5 separate regions of the Mus musculus genome follow, and regions 1, 2, 4 and 5 are each linked to region 3. Evidence: chromatin contacts called from public Hi-C and HiChIP or PLAC-seq data. All regions are on one chromosome and are shown on one strand. The core of a region is the stretch at or near the end of the contact, and the rest is flanking DNA. Distances in the headings are between cores, read along the strand shown. Region 1 has its middle 95 kb from the start of Gm12707. Region 2 has its middle 63 kb from the start of Gm32240. Region 3 overlaps Gm12694 (a long non-coding RNA gene). Region 4 has its middle 46 kb from the start of Gm12707. Region 5 has its middle 110 kb from the start of Gm32240.

Region 1 (2,703 bases), core at 6-2,505, 390 kb before region 3:
TTCCATCACCTCCACCTTTACCACTATCTCTACAAATACCATTTCCACCACCACCTCCACTTTCCCCTCCACTACTGCCACCGTTATCCACCACAGCCATCACTTCTGCCTTTACTGCCACATCAACCACCACCCCTTCCATTGTCACCATTACCACCTCTTCCACCGTTATCATTACCTCCACCTCCACCACCATTACCCCACTGCTGACTCTTGCAAAGCTGCTACTAACTGTAGTAGGTAGTTTGGCATGGAGTTACAGACTGCTGGATATCAGTAATGTCAGGTAATGCCTTAAGGCTGGTGTTCCAGACAGCATCTTCTAACCCACAGTGCAAGATCACAAATCCTCCTTCCCCCCCCACCCCCACCCCCCAACAGTGATCATTGCTTTTAACCTCATATTTTTTACTTTTGGCTTGCTCATGACACCAGAAAGTTTTATGAATATCCCAGAAAGCACAAATTGCTCTGCAAGTCTTTAGACTGCAGGATGAAGCTGTCACAAAGTGGTCAATGCCAGTGCTCTCTCTGACTCTAAAGCCACAGAACTGCTTAAAGAAAAGTCTAGGAGCAGCAAGTGGCAAAGCTTCCCCCTAGGCTCACAGATCTACTCAAGAAATGAAGACCAAGCCAAGAACTCAGCTCACTGGAGCTAACACCAGCAGTGAACATAAGGCTTAAAGTGAGCAAAGCCTCCAGAACCCTTGTCTTTGCTGATAACTGCTTATAACATGATCTGGTTATTTTTCTCCCCAAACTGGCATACTCCTTTTAATTCCTTCCTGCAGTGTGAATATAGACAGAAAGGTCTGACTACTTTAAATTCACCCTCTAGTTACCAGTCTTTCAGAGGCATGGTTGTCCATCTAAACTTCCTTGTGGTTTCATAAATATAAATGTGCTCTGTAGGCTTCTGTTCAATTGTGAGTTTCCCCAAGTATGGAAGATATGCTAGTTTCCAGCAAACATGGAAGTGGTCCCTTAAAACTCTTAGGTACAGTAGTTACTTACTATTGGTTTAATACAGCTTGCCTCTTAATGTAAACATTCAAACCTTAACACAGTCCTCTGTAAAGGTTGAAGGCTACCCTCATCTTGCAAATGGAAATATACTGAGACATGGCCAGCACAACTGTAGACTATGAATCAAGAAGCCCAAGGTCAAAATGACTGTGTCTCACTGTTCTATTTCAGCAAACACTTTCTGTGTGTCAGGACTAGGCTCTGGGGATGACAGTGAACTCAAGCCCACCCCATAGAGCTAGCATTTCACTTCCCATTTTTTTCATGAGGGTTTGTGGTACTTCCCTTATCCACTGTCTTTTAAAGTGTTCCCACTAAATTGGCTTTAAAACAATACTATGAGGGACAACATAATGATTTACAAATTTATATCCCAGTCTGTTCCATGAGTCACATTTCACAGAACATCAATTAGAAAGCTCAGAGGTATGAAATTTCATTCACGTTCTTGGTTTCTATGGCTAAATCACGTCCAGAAAGGGTGTGAAAATTCACATTCCCATGGGTTCCAGGAAATATCCATTTTACCACCTTCACCCAAACCAAATTCTTCTCATGTAATCCTTACCTACTGAATAGTTGTCGAGTTCATAGACTGGTAGTAACGCTAACTTTATTTCATTTAGATAAAACGAGTTACAATGATTTAACATAGAATAGCTGCTTTTATATGCCATGCATCTCTTTAGACTCATAAAGAAATCAAGACCTCTTTCTAAGTGCCTAGGAATAGCCCTATTAAGGTGTCCATGTTTATCTGAAAAGCACAACTGATGTTAATGCTGCGCACTGATGTCAGTGTCCTTCCTCAGGGAGGACCCTCAGCATCCTTAGCCCTGTACAAAACATCGCCATGCTGGAACAGCATTAGCGCTGGTTCACAGTGGACTCATTTGTGTGCAACCTCTCTTACTCTCCCTTCTTAGGATACACAGAGAACATTTGCTGTGCCTCTGTCAAGATAATTATTGCTAGATCTCAAGCAGCCCAGATATCCAGAAATGAGCTCAAGCTGGACTGTTGGAGGATTCCTGGTGGTTAAATAAAAGCCAACATTCCTCAGAAACTTGTGAAACCAGTTCCCGGCTGCCAAAAGGAAACATTCCCCTCCTGGCAACTATTAGCATATCAAAGCTCATGCTGGCCCCCAGGCTCCCTCAGTATCAGAACCTGTTAGAGATTTCATGGTCCACACTAGCATCCTGCCCACCCCTCCCTACAGCTACTTATCCATGATTAGCCCACACCACTCTATCTCTATGCTCCCTTGCTCGATCACTCTTGCCACTCTCTACCCACAGTCTTCTTTCCTCTTGCTCTCTAGATGTGCACTTTTCTCTCTCTTACTACCTTGCTATCTCCACTATTCTCACCTGCCTCTTCACCCCCACCCCCCAACTTTCCTATATCTGATCAAGAACAGTCTCTCTCTCTCTGCTCTGAACTTTTCCAGATACCTCTGGATATTTTCTCTCCCCTACCCACAACAAAAACCTTTTCCTCAATGGGGTGGCCAGGTAGGCAGTTTCTTTAGTGTGCCCCCTTGAGTACATCTGGTGCTGAAATCTACGAGGGAGACAAATGGACCCCTTTTCCAAAGGCCCTAGCTTCTCTTAACTGAACCAAGCTGCTGAGTTGATTCTCTTAGGGTATGGATCGTTTATCTCTTCTGGTTTC
Region 2 (2,700 bases), core at 59-2,558, 270 kb before region 3:
TGAACTCTGTATGGGCTGAGTTATCTCCACAGAGGCACTGCACACGGTGAGCCGGCTGTCCTGGAGAATCACCCACCTTTGCAATTTCCAACAATGTGAGGTGGTGAAATTCCAGAACTCAAAGACTCAGTATTTAGCAACACAAGAGTCTTTCACACCCTGTTTCCATTTACCCTAGAGATTTCACTATGGGTGTTCTTACAGATTCTTCCAAGCCTAACAAAGGATATCCTCATGACCAAGAGCAAAGAACAGATCAGTTTGGGAGTTTCAAAGCAGGGGATTGAATTCTAACTTTGTTCCTCACTAGCTGTGTGATTTCTATAAGAGGCTTACATGGTGTTGACTTAGCATCTATGTGCCTGCCTCAGTTTCTTCAAGGTGAAAATGGTCCACAAGTCATGGGGCTGTGGTAAGAAGTAAATAAAAAATAAACCAGAAGTTTCAAGCACACAGTAGTTATTCAGTAGCGGTCATCAGTACCAGACAAGTTCTCAACATATTTATCAGCTAGAAAAAGGTTGGTTCGATATGATCCAGAAGTGTATTTCCCAAACTTACAGGGACAGGGTGAGTCTGAGAAAGACAACAGTTGTGTTGTGAAGTGGAGTTGCTGGATCATGCATGGTAATCCTATTTTTTCCCCAATGCTCTTCATGCTGTTTTGTACAGAAGTCAGAACCATTTCATATTCCCTACATTAATGCACAAGAACTCCAACTTTTACCAGGACTTGTTATTCTGTCTTCTTTCATTTCCTCTTCTTTCCCCATCCTTCCTTTCCATCTTTCCTCCCTCCATCCTTCCCTCCCACCTGCCTCCTCTCCTTCCCTTTCTTCCACCTTTATTTCCTTCACCTTTCCTGGTGGTAGTTATGATGATTAATCTTCAGTGTTAATTTGAGGTGATTGGGTTTAGAATCATCTAGGAGACATCTCTAAGAATGTCCTTGAAGCTGTTTCCAGAAAGGTTTAACAGAGGAGGGAAGATCAACCCTGAATGTGGATGTTAACACCCAACAGGGTGGGGTTTCCAACTGAATCAAAAGGGGAAAGAGAGAAAGCCAGCTGAGAAAGTATCACCTCCTCCTTCCACTGACTGGTACCTGATGGGGATGCAGTGTGACCAACTGTCTCTTGTGTCTGCTGCCATACATTCCCTGCCATGAGCTTAAAAGGCCTCCCTTAAGTGGCTTTTTGTCAGGCATTGTGTTACAGCAATGAGACAAGAGCTAATACAGTGGCTACCCTGAAGGACATGCTACAGTAGTATCTTTTTGTGGTGTCTAACAGGCAATTTGGGGATTCGTACTATTATCAGATCTAAACAGGAAGTTGGTCAAGGCATGCACAGAAACTCCAGTTCCTTTCTGCCAGGAAGGGAGAGAAAAAAAATGTGAAGTGAGTTAACCTCCTATGAACATCACTTCTTTCATTCCTTGCCTCCTCCCCAAGGTGAATATAATTAACCCATTCTGGTTGAGAAGCCAAGGTTTGCAGGGTTCACTGACTTGTCTCATGGTTACAGGGCTAATATGGTTGCGACACAATAGATGAGAGATATGTTTAGACTCCTTTCTCTGCCACCATTTTTACGAGATTGTTTGTTTTAAAACTTAACTGAGCAGTAGAAATTGTTAAATAACTCTGGATACTGAGAGCAAAACAAGAAAGCTGGAAAGTAATAATATAACATCTAATGTCAGCATCTTTACTTATATAAAATGAAACTTTAACCATGCCCCTTGGAAACACACAATACAGGAGAAAATGGATATAATTGAATGTACTGGGATACAGGGAAAGCTGGCTTTTGGCTAGTGTTTAACCTACACATGTCATGTCATCCAACCCCACAGGCAGAGGCTGTGGGAAACTCCACTTTCAGAAAACACTGTAGAGATCTTGCCATGCCTAGAAGCAGAGCTGAGTGTCATAGAAGGGTTAGCCAGCCTGCCCTGCTTGTGGCAAAGTCACAGGAAGCATCAGTAAACCAACTCTTCTGTAGATTTCATGATCCCCTTCCTGTTCTCTCTTCCTCTCTCACTACTGGCTTAGGTCCCATTTTCCAGAGAAAACTGAAAATTTCTATACAACAAATGCCATCATAAACAAACAAAAGATGCAACCTGAGTGGGCAGATAGTTGCCAAAATTATCAATTAATCTAGCTCAGAAGTACACATTTGTCTGACATAGGTTTAATGCCACTGCCAAAATAAAAAACCTTGCAGTAAAACTATATAAAGATTTAGTAAAAGGATCAATTAAAAAAAAAAAAAGGAGGGAGCCATCTTGTGTCCCAGGTCCCTCAGAGACCAGTCTGCACAGGTGAGAGTGCAGACTGCAGAAGCCACACAGCTTCTGGGACAGACCCCTGGGCTCCAGACACCGGGGCACCTTCCCCACCAGGGAAGTGGCCGCCTGGAAGGGCTCTGACCACCAGAGCAGGTGAGGGAGCCATCTTGTGTCCTGGGTACCTCACAGACCAGTCTGTGCAGGTGAGTGTGCACACTGCAGAGGCAACACATCTTCTGGGACAGGCCCTGTTTCAGGCCTTCATCTTCAGTCAGGAGGCAGGTCTGAACGCCAGACCTCTGTGCACCTTCCCTGCAAGAGGAGAGCTTGCCTGCAGAGAGCACACTGACCACTGAGACTCAGGAGAGAGCTAGACTACCAAGACTGCTGACAGAGGCTAACAG
Region 3 (2,716 bases), core at 60-2,559:
TCAATGATTAGTAAGCAGTATCTGTAATCGTACCTCGAAGAACACCACCTGCACTTCACAAGGTATATGTCCTTCCTCCACACCATACACAGAATGCCTTCACCTATTCTGCTTGTGAAATAATAGTAAATTCACGAAACGGGTCTCTGGCATTTTAAGAGTTCTACATTTTCATTCCAATCTTATTTGTGCCATCCTAAGCTACTTCCCAGAGAGTTGGGATTCTTTCTGGATGTGTTCTTTCTGTGCCCGTGCCTTTGGGAAAAGCACACACTGGGCTGTACCATGGACGAGGCGAGATGTGCTTCATACTTCATTCCTCAGGACCCTTTTCAAAGCTGAGAGGATTTATCAAACACCCATCATTAGACAGTGGAAGGTCAAGGACTGGGGCACGGTATTTCTTACCCTTGGCATTACATTCTGGGCACATATCACAGAACCAAGGCAAATGTGCATGTGCAGTAAATGGACAGGAATGTTCTCAAGGAAGAATGAGAGATCTGCCTGACACCAGGCATTCACTGAGTCTCCATACCTGAGGGCAAGAAGGCTGGAGCCAGTTCTCTGCTTACTGGCTCCCGGATTTCTAATGGGTTCTTTAGCTGTTTAATTATGCTCAAATTTGAATCAGTTAAGTAGAAACTGGGATAGAATATCTCTTACAGCAGTCACCTTTACCCAAGAATCTAATTTTATTTAGTGACATTAGATCGCAGCCCCAAAATATTAAGTAGAAAAGTCTACAAAGTCATGTTTTAAGAGTATTTATAGTATTTTTATATTTGTTCTATCTTATTAGTAGTATCACTAATCTCTCTGTATACCTAATTTATAGGAACATACACAGAGGAACATAATGTATAGGAAGAAACATAGCACACACAGGGTCCAGTACTGCCTGTGGTAATGGGTATCCAGAAGGGTTCTGGGATCAGGTATCATGCTTGTTTTGAGATTGAGATAAAATAGCATGTGTGGATTATTTTGCATACAATAAGTGAATAAAAGAAACCATTCCTGAAGAAGTAAGTCTCAGATGCCCTTGGAGAGCACTGTTGAGGAAAGTGAGGAAGTTGTCCCTCCAGAAGATGCTGATCTGAGCCTCTGATCCCTGAGAACCATGAATCTGTTGCTAGTGAGCAGCAAGGCCCTCTTCCAGCTTTAGCGACCTCAGAGCTGATGAAGAGATGATCATTTCCTCCCAGAGTTGTTTTGTTCTCTTTCCAAGACTTAGAGCAACTGCTGGCTCAATAGGAAGCTCTCTGAAGCTGAGTCAACCTTCACTCATCCTAAGAGGTGACTCACACACCAGTGTGTGGTCCACAAATGCTATGGGGGTGGTACCTCTCCAGAGGCTGCTGATGGCCCTGTCTGAGTTGTTTGTGATCACAAACTCCTCATCAGCAGACAGGAGAACAGATGCTCTAATTAAGTTCTCATACCATCGTGTCCCGTCTGTACTCCTACAGAAGCAGAGAGGCAGCCACGGGCTTTATGGAAACATGAACTTGGGAGAAAGGGGGGGGGGGCATTTCTCCCATTCTCTGACCTTCTTTTGAAGTCTGGCTACGAGTCAGAATGAGATGTGGAAGACCTGAAAACTTGTATTAATCATGTTGTGGTAAAGAGAATATGATCATATGACAGGGAATTTTGGAAGTTGGGGCAATTTCAGGGAGGCAATCTTGTATTGCCTCAAGCTTCACATCACGATAACATTTTATGAAGGTTTAAAAATGATTAACTTATTGTTTTTCTGCTTCTGCCAATATACAAATACTTTATGGGCACTAGACCTTATTCCTCACTTTTACTAGGTTTGCCCTGTGAAGTCTGGCACAAGCCATGTAGTAAAAAAGTTGAGTCTGAATCTGAGTCTTAATTTTCTTTCAAAAAACCACAAGGATGCTCTAACCCTGGATAATGTACTCAAATCGGGGTCTGAGGCCAGAGGTGGTCTGTAGTTGTCAGCATCTTGTTATCAGTGACCTGCAGAAAGTGACCATTGGGAGCTTCCATAACAGCCGCCTTTTGCCAGAAATTTTTTTTGTATTTTTATGAGTATTAATTAGTAGTAGCATTTTTAAGATTTAATTAAAATGTCATCACAGTCTGAGAACCATTAATGCTGTCATCCCATACAGATGTGCTCCAGCCTGTAATTATTAAAGTGCATGTTGTTTTATTTTAATACCTTCCTCAGGTTTTTCTTTTATTATCATATTTCAGCCTCATTTGTGTCACATGATCTCCATTTTGTTATTCTTATTCATTTTTCAGTGCTGAGCACACAGGACCCTAGAGCCTGTGCATGTGAGCCAAGGACTCTACAAAATGCTGTGAACAGACAGACTCAGCCCTAGGATTTAGTGGACATGCTATGAGTTTCAATCAGAATCGCAGAAGCACAGTCCTGGGAAATCCCATCCTCCCACTGTGTGGCAGGTCCCTTGCTCTGCTCTGGTTCTACAGTGAGAACACTCCCAGCATGAGCCTCTCATTGAAAGCAGCTTCCCCCATCTAGTGAGGTGCTGTGGTTTGAATGAGGAGAGTCCCCACAGTCTGGTGCCACAGGACCTTTGAGAAGTGAGTCCCTGGAGGCAGTCCTTGAGGCTTTATGACATGGCCCTGCTTCCTGGTCTTTCTTTGCTTCCTGAGTGTGTGTGCAATATGACCAGCAGCCTCCTACTCCTGCCACCATGTTTTTTCTGCC
Region 4 (2,741 bases), core at 57-2,556, 440 kb before region 3:
TAAGTATATAGCCTAGGCTTGTCTCAGGTTTGAGAATCTCTAGATTCCTGTGTGTGTACATTGTGAGCATGCATCTTCCTGCCTGCCCAAGTCACAGTCTTTAACCACTCTCCAGCTTGTAGATAGTTGTATCAGTTCTACTTTGGAGGTTTTATGAATAAGACTTCTATGAACATTTGTACACAAGAATATTCATGTACAAGAATGTGTATGTTTTCATTCCTCTTGGGTAAGTGTCTTGAAAAGGATTTGTTGAGTCATAGAGTAACCCTATTTGAATCATTTGAGGAACTGTCAGATCAATTTCCATAGAGGCTGTACCATTTTTTGCTTTACAACCAGAGTGTGAATGTTCCAACTTCTCTATATCACCCTCAACATTTATTAGTGTTTTTTACGTTCTGACTACATAAGGACAAGGAGTAACATCTCCTTGTGGTTTTACTTATATTTCTATGATGACTCATGCTATAGAGCATATTTCCCAGTTTTTATTGTTCTTTTTCAGATGACTTTTGCAGAAATATCTATTCAGATAATTTTTCATTTTTTAAACTTTTATTTGTCTTTTTGTTATCAAGATATAACAATTATTTATAGATTGCACATATAAAAATATTATTGTAGATACACATGAATAAATGCTTCCTCTGCTTCCTGGGTTTTTCTCTCTGTGTCCTGTTCTCACTCCCCTTTTCCCCATCCCTTGACAAGTTCTCACTATGTGTCACAGGCTGGTTTCCTACAGTTCTTTGTGTAGGTTTAGGGTCATGAGGGATTTTCCCCATCCATTTCGGCATGTCTATTGGTGCAGTCATGTTTGTAAGGCTTTACCGGTGTAGCTTCTGGCATTATAGAAGACACGATATCAAAGCAAGTTTCCTGATCCTCTGGCTCTTTCAGGTTTTCAATCCCCTCTTCAAAAACGTTCTCTGATCCTTACCACCTCATTCGCTCACAGGTGAATATCCACTTGCTTCAGCACCAATTTTTAAAATATTTAAATCACTTGAATTATTTGAACTCCCTTATGAAAAATCAGTTCACCACCACCACCACCAGTTACTTTAAAGTAAATCTTAGGAATTACATGGATTTGCTGTTTCTATATAGACTTGTATTGCTAGATGTCAATGCCCCATTGTTTAATCTAACTTTTCTTTGATCCTATGAGCCACCCATGTTCCAGTGTTCATTTTAAGAGAAAGTGACACTGAATCCTGTGGAGGTTGAGTGACTGCCTAAGTGGCAGAGGCAGAGGCAAGCTCTGTGCCCTTCCTATTATCTCATCATCCATTGTGGCCAAAGCATGATGTAATATTGTAATGACAAAGGCAGAATGACTCAGGCAGTGGATTCTCTGCCTCACAGGCATCTTTTAACGTGTTGATTTTCTTCAAGGGCTTCACAGTCATCTCTGTCTGACCTTCTCCCAGGATTCTGCTCACCAGGAGATAGAAAAAAATGTGGTCTTTAAACTCACAGAGGAGCACCTGCTCTTAAACCACAGAAAATATGAAGGAGCAAATCAAAACCTTGGGGGTTGGGAAGAAATCTCAGATTCAACAACCCAGATTTTAAAATAGAATTTGGATTTTATTTACTAGAATGAAAATTTGAATCACCTCCAGGAGTAGTCTAACCTCTTATTTCACACACACCAAATGTCTAGTTATTTCCTAGTACTAAAGGGTACCTACAATTGCAATACCAAGGAGGGTAAGGCCAAAGGATTTTAAGTTTTAAAACAATCTGGGCTACACATAGGGAGACACTGTCTAAAAACAGGAAAGAAAATAAAATAAGGAAAGACTAGAGCAGGTGAGAAAGAGAGGGAAGGAGGAAAAAGAGAGATAAGTATATCCTGTATTGGGGAATGTTGGAACTTTTTGTTCCTAGAATCTACTAAGCACAAAACACTGAGAAAATTACTGTCACCAAGCAAAAGGTAATAATCTCATGAGCCATGAGACACTTTGCAGGAATGTGGGTTGGGAGAGAAAAAGGAAATCTCTAAGACCGAGACTTTGCTGAACCTGCTGATAAAGAACAGTGCTTTCAATGCATCCGGAAGGTAACAACCAGTTGAACACCTGCCTCAGAGTCAAGAAACATAGTCCAGGATTGCAGAGTACATGTGAATCTGACTATCTTTTCAATAAGGCAGAAAAGAGATTTGGCTTCAGATCTAACAACAAGATATTGTCTGGGACATAGCAGAAACGGTTCTGAGAGAACAAGTACTTGGCAGAATGAACGCAAGGGACAGCGGTACAGTGCGGGCTAGGGTGGCTTAGGAACAAACAGAAAAGACAGATTCCAAACAAGATGGACAATGGAGGAAAGACCATCAGGCTAGTGCTTCACACCCAGCCTCTTCCTCCACCAGTAGAGTGTTCTTGGGGAAGGTCTTGATAGAAACTTAGTGCAGGCCTAGAATAGAGCTTCACCTAGACCAATACACACATCTGTTTCTTTACCAACTACCTGTGTGATCATAGGTGAACCATTTCCCTTTCCAAGCCATAGCTTCAGGGAACACAACATGCTTCTTTGGGATTCCTTCCTTTCCTTTCTTTAGTCTTTCTTTGGTTTCTATGAGTTCTCATCTCCATTGCTCCTTTCTGGGTACCATTTATGTCATAATGAGGCAATTTTAGACATAAAGGAGATCCTGCTAAGGACCCCGAGGCCAGAGCTTGGAGGGCATAGGGGATATTTGGACTCTCTGATTGATGTTT
Region 5 (2,700 bases), core at 175-2,674, 320 kb before region 3:
CTGTACTGCTAGTTTTATGTCTGTTCGACATAAGCTAGACTCATTCGGGAAGAGGGAACCTCAGCTGAGAAAATATCCCCATCAGATTGTCTTACAAATAACAGTATGGAGCCTTGTCTTTATTGATGATTAATGAGGGAGGGCTCTGCTCAGTGGAGCCAGTGCAGTCCCTGGGCTGGTGGTCCCAGGATTAAATAAAGCATGCTGAGCAAGCCACTAAGAAGCCCTCCTCCATGCTTTCGGCTTCAGTTCTTACTTCCAGGCTCTTGCCTTGTGTTCCAGTCCTGACTTTTGTTACATCTCAAGCCCAGAACAAAAGGCTAAAGTGCCTACCCAATATATCAAAGCAAACCTGGCCACCAGGCTCTCCCTATATCCCTCATCCAGTACCTGGTACAAGTTATGGCTGCCATATCCTTCCATCTAACCTAAGCCCTAGCCCTTCCCCCCAGCTGCTCTTTCCTATATAATTCAATCTTTTAGTTACCTCGACTTTTCATTTACCCTTTACCTTCTTGGCCTCTTGGTCTTGATCTCCCCTCCCCACACCTTCTCTCCATGTGGCCTGGCCCAGGTCATAACTACTCTGGAATCTCCCAGATGTCCCTGTTCCTGGCTATGTCTCCCTTTTATCTATAATAAACTTTCTCCTCTGCCATACCTAGGTGTAGTCATGTCCTTTCCCTTTTTTATTTTTTTATTTTTTATTTTTCTATTCAACTCCCTTTGACAATGGGCTGTGACATGGAACTGTAACCTTGAAATAAATTATTTCCTGCCCAAGTTACTTTCAGTTACGACATTTTATTACATCAATAGAAACCCTAACTAAGACAGCAGAGATGCCCTGCAAAGTAGACTCCCCTCCTCTCCCAGGACTCAGGCCTCTCTGCCCTTCAGTGGATAGAGAGGTCATCTATCAAATCTCATGGACAGTCTTCAGTTTGGCCTGTTCTTGTCCACCTGAGATATTGCACAGCAGTGATCTCCCTTGGAGGTATACTGCCCAGAGTGAAGCTAGCAAAATTGTCAAAAAGTTTGATGAGAGGTAGGGAGAGGGAAAAGGAGAAGGGAAGGGAGAAGCAAAGGAATTTGAGTCATATTTTCTATTGGTACTAATAGCAGAAGTCAAGCATTACTATTCCAATTACAAGGGTTGAGTGACTTGTTCAGGACACAGAGCCATCTCGAAGGGGAAGCTCAGGACAGACAGATAGATCCAGAACTCAAACTCCAGGCTTGATTGCAAGCCGAATCTCTTCATAGCACCACATTGCCAGGCTGGTGTTCTCTAAGGGCCAGGTACAGATGAAGATGGCTAGTGCTGGGAGAGTAGGCACAGTGGTCTCCCACTACAAGGAAGGGCTAGCTAGGTAGCAGGCAAGAAAGGCATCCTTGTCTACAGTGTTGACGGGGCCTTTACAGTCCAGTCAGTGCTTACTCATCCTCCAGCTGGGAAGGGATGCACTCCTCCCCCAGAGGGTCAGATAAGGGTGAGAAAGTTTCTGTAGAATTGGTCTGAAGAAGAATCGGGAACCTGGAAACACTAGCCTGATTGGTACCGTGCAAGTCTAGGCTTGGATCCCAGCCCTGCCTGTGACCCTGAGCTAGTTCATGAACTTGTCTGTTTTCAGTTTGCTGATAATCCTATCCGCCTTGACAAACTTTCCTGTCCCCTCTCTCATTCCTTTTCAGGACGGCCGTGTTGTACCCAGGAGTAATCTTTAACAAATGTGAAACTAATAAGTCAGGACTCGTACACTACTGAATTAGTTTTCAGTAAATAAACCCCATTCATTTCTCATTGAACTTGAGACTAAATCCTCCATCATTCTGTGATCTCCTGTGTCTCAAGTGACCTGTTCCCTCTCTACTTCTCTACCTCACAACCCACTTCACAGACATTCTTCCAGCCCTACTGTCTCAGAGCACCCCTCCCCCACTCAAAGAGCCTTCATGTCCCAAAGCTTTCTCCTTTGCCAGCCCCTCCTTTCTCCTGGTGAGTGCTAATCATTTGCATGTCTCAGCTTCTCCTCTGAAAAGCAAACTGCCTCACACACTATTGAAACTCAATCACTGCTTTGCAGTTTCTTGCTACTCTGTATTTTCTTTCAAAGTATGAAGCAACACTTGCAGCCATGCATCTGAGCGTGTGATTCCTTGATCATGGTTATCTCCATAAGCTGTCAATCCTTTGAGAACAAGGTGTGAGCCTCGTTTGATCCATTCTGTCTAACTTGGAGCCATTCCAGTGCCCCGTTTATATTAGTTTACAAGCTCAAGAGATGCATGGGATATTGAACACTGGTGGCTGAAGGATATGTTAAGAATATTGAGGACCTTTAGGAGATCTTTGCAGCTCTGTCCCTGCTGTTACCCCCTCAATGGATATAGTCAGACTATAGTTCTCAGAAGTGGGTACAGCTCCTCCTTCCCCCCATTAAGAAATTCTGACACGGACCCTTAGGGGTTCACTGAAAGCAGTCACTGTGCCTGTGGAGCCAAGCTGAGCAGATCAGATGGCAGACCCTAGTACCCAGGGGATCAGGAATAACCTAGCAGGGAGTTTGGAAGGTGCTGGAGAGCCAGCCCCTTGGGTCTCATCAGACTGAGCCCTCCCTGTCTCTCCCGCCCCCTGCAGAAAGCTGCTCTGCCTGGTCCAATGCCAACTGGGCTGCTGCTTGTTTTGTTGTATGTGCT

What was found. HiChIP or PLAC-seq counts read pairs in DNA pulled down with a chosen protein or histone mark. A called contact is a pair of places that touch in the nucleus more often than the background predicts.
Region 1: a contact with region 3 is called in a Hi-C map of bone marrow-derived macrophages, with 15 read pairs. The contact joins two enhancer-like sites. A contact is called at or near these places in 1 of 15 datasets of contacts at CTCF or cohesin (the NIH/3T3 cell line), 3 of 484 Hi-C or Micro-C datasets (the C2C12 cell line, bone marrow-derived macrophages and liver) and 1 of 115 datasets of contacts at active chromatin or transcription factors (embryonic stem cells).
Region 2: a BATF HiChIP or PLAC-seq map of CD8 T cells shows a contact between it and region 3, with 9 read pairs. The contact joins two enhancer-like sites. A contact is called at or near these places in 1 of 15 datasets of contacts at CTCF or cohesin (the NIH/3T3 cell line), 10 of 484 Hi-C or Micro-C datasets (the AML12 cell line, cerebral cortex, embryonic stem cells and 3 more) and 3 of 115 datasets of contacts at active chromatin or transcription factors (CD8 T cells, embryonic stem cells and pancreatic cancer cells).
Region 4: a Hi-C map of bone marrow-derived macrophages shows a contact between it and region 3, with 18 read pairs. The contact joins two enhancer-like sites. A contact is called at or near these places in 1 of 15 datasets of contacts at CTCF or cohesin (the NIH/3T3 cell line), 5 of 484 Hi-C or Micro-C datasets (the HPC-5 cell line, bone marrow-derived macrophages, nephron progenitors and 2 more) and 1 of 9 other capture datasets (embryonic stem cells).
Region 5: a CTCF HiChIP or PLAC-seq map of the NIH/3T3 cell line shows a contact between it and region 3, with 8 read pairs. The contact joins two enhancer-like sites. A contact is called at or near these places in 2 of 15 datasets of contacts at CTCF or cohesin (both in the NIH/3T3 cell line), 8 of 484 Hi-C or Micro-C datasets (B cells, the C2C12 cell line, Sertoli cells and 3 more), 4 of 115 datasets of contacts at active chromatin or transcription factors (CD8 T cells, the NIH/3T3 cell line, fibro-adipogenic progenitors and 1 more) and 1 of 9 other capture datasets (embryonic trunk).

What each region holds. Positions count from the first base shown.
Region 1 is chr4:95,389,278-95,391,980 of GRCm38.p6, reverse strand. No RefSeq gene overlaps it. Among named protein-coding and RNA genes, the nearest start is that of Gm12707, 95 kb to the left of the region's middle. Within about 2 kb of position 1,255, at least 47 of the 459 cell types and tissues checked have an H3K27ac peak or open chromatin away from gene starts, as enhancers often do. A contact at or near this core is called in bone marrow-derived macrophages, where this site is marked.
Region 2 is chr4:95,269,224-95,271,923 of GRCm38.p6, reverse strand. No RefSeq gene overlaps it. Among named protein-coding and RNA genes, the nearest start is that of Gm32240, 63 kb to the right of the region's middle. Within about 2 kb of position 1,308, at least 35 of the 459 cell types and tissues checked have an H3K27ac peak or open chromatin away from gene starts, as enhancers often do. A contact at or near this core is called in CD8 T cells, where this site is marked.
Region 3 is chr4:95,000,179-95,002,894 of GRCm38.p6, reverse strand. All of the region lies in intron 2 of Gm12694 (a long non-coding RNA gene), which reads right to left. Among named protein-coding and RNA genes, the nearest start is that of Gm12694, 22 kb to the right of the region's middle. Within about 2 kb of position 1,309, at least 67 of the 459 cell types and tissues checked have an H3K27ac peak or open chromatin away from gene starts, as enhancers often do. A contact at or near this core is called in the C2C12 cell line, CD8 T cells, the NIH/3T3 cell line and 2 more, where this site is marked.
Region 4 is chr4:95,438,611-95,441,351 of GRCm38.p6, reverse strand. No RefSeq gene overlaps it. Among named protein-coding and RNA genes, the nearest start is that of Gm12707, 46 kb to the left of the region's middle. Within about 2 kb of position 1,306, at least 25 of the 459 cell types and tissues checked have an H3K27ac peak or open chromatin away from gene starts, as enhancers often do. A contact at or near this core is called in bone marrow-derived macrophages, where this site is marked.
Region 5 is chr4:95,318,070-95,320,769 of GRCm38.p6, reverse strand. No RefSeq gene overlaps it. Among named protein-coding and RNA genes, the nearest start is that of Gm32240, 110 kb to the right of the region's middle. RefSeq lists an enhancer at 2,036-2,700. Within about 2 kb of position 1,424, at least 109 of the 459 cell types and tissues checked have an H3K27ac peak or open chromatin away from gene starts, as enhancers often do. A contact at or near this core is called in the C2C12 cell line, the NIH/3T3 cell line and fibro-adipogenic progenitors, where this site is marked.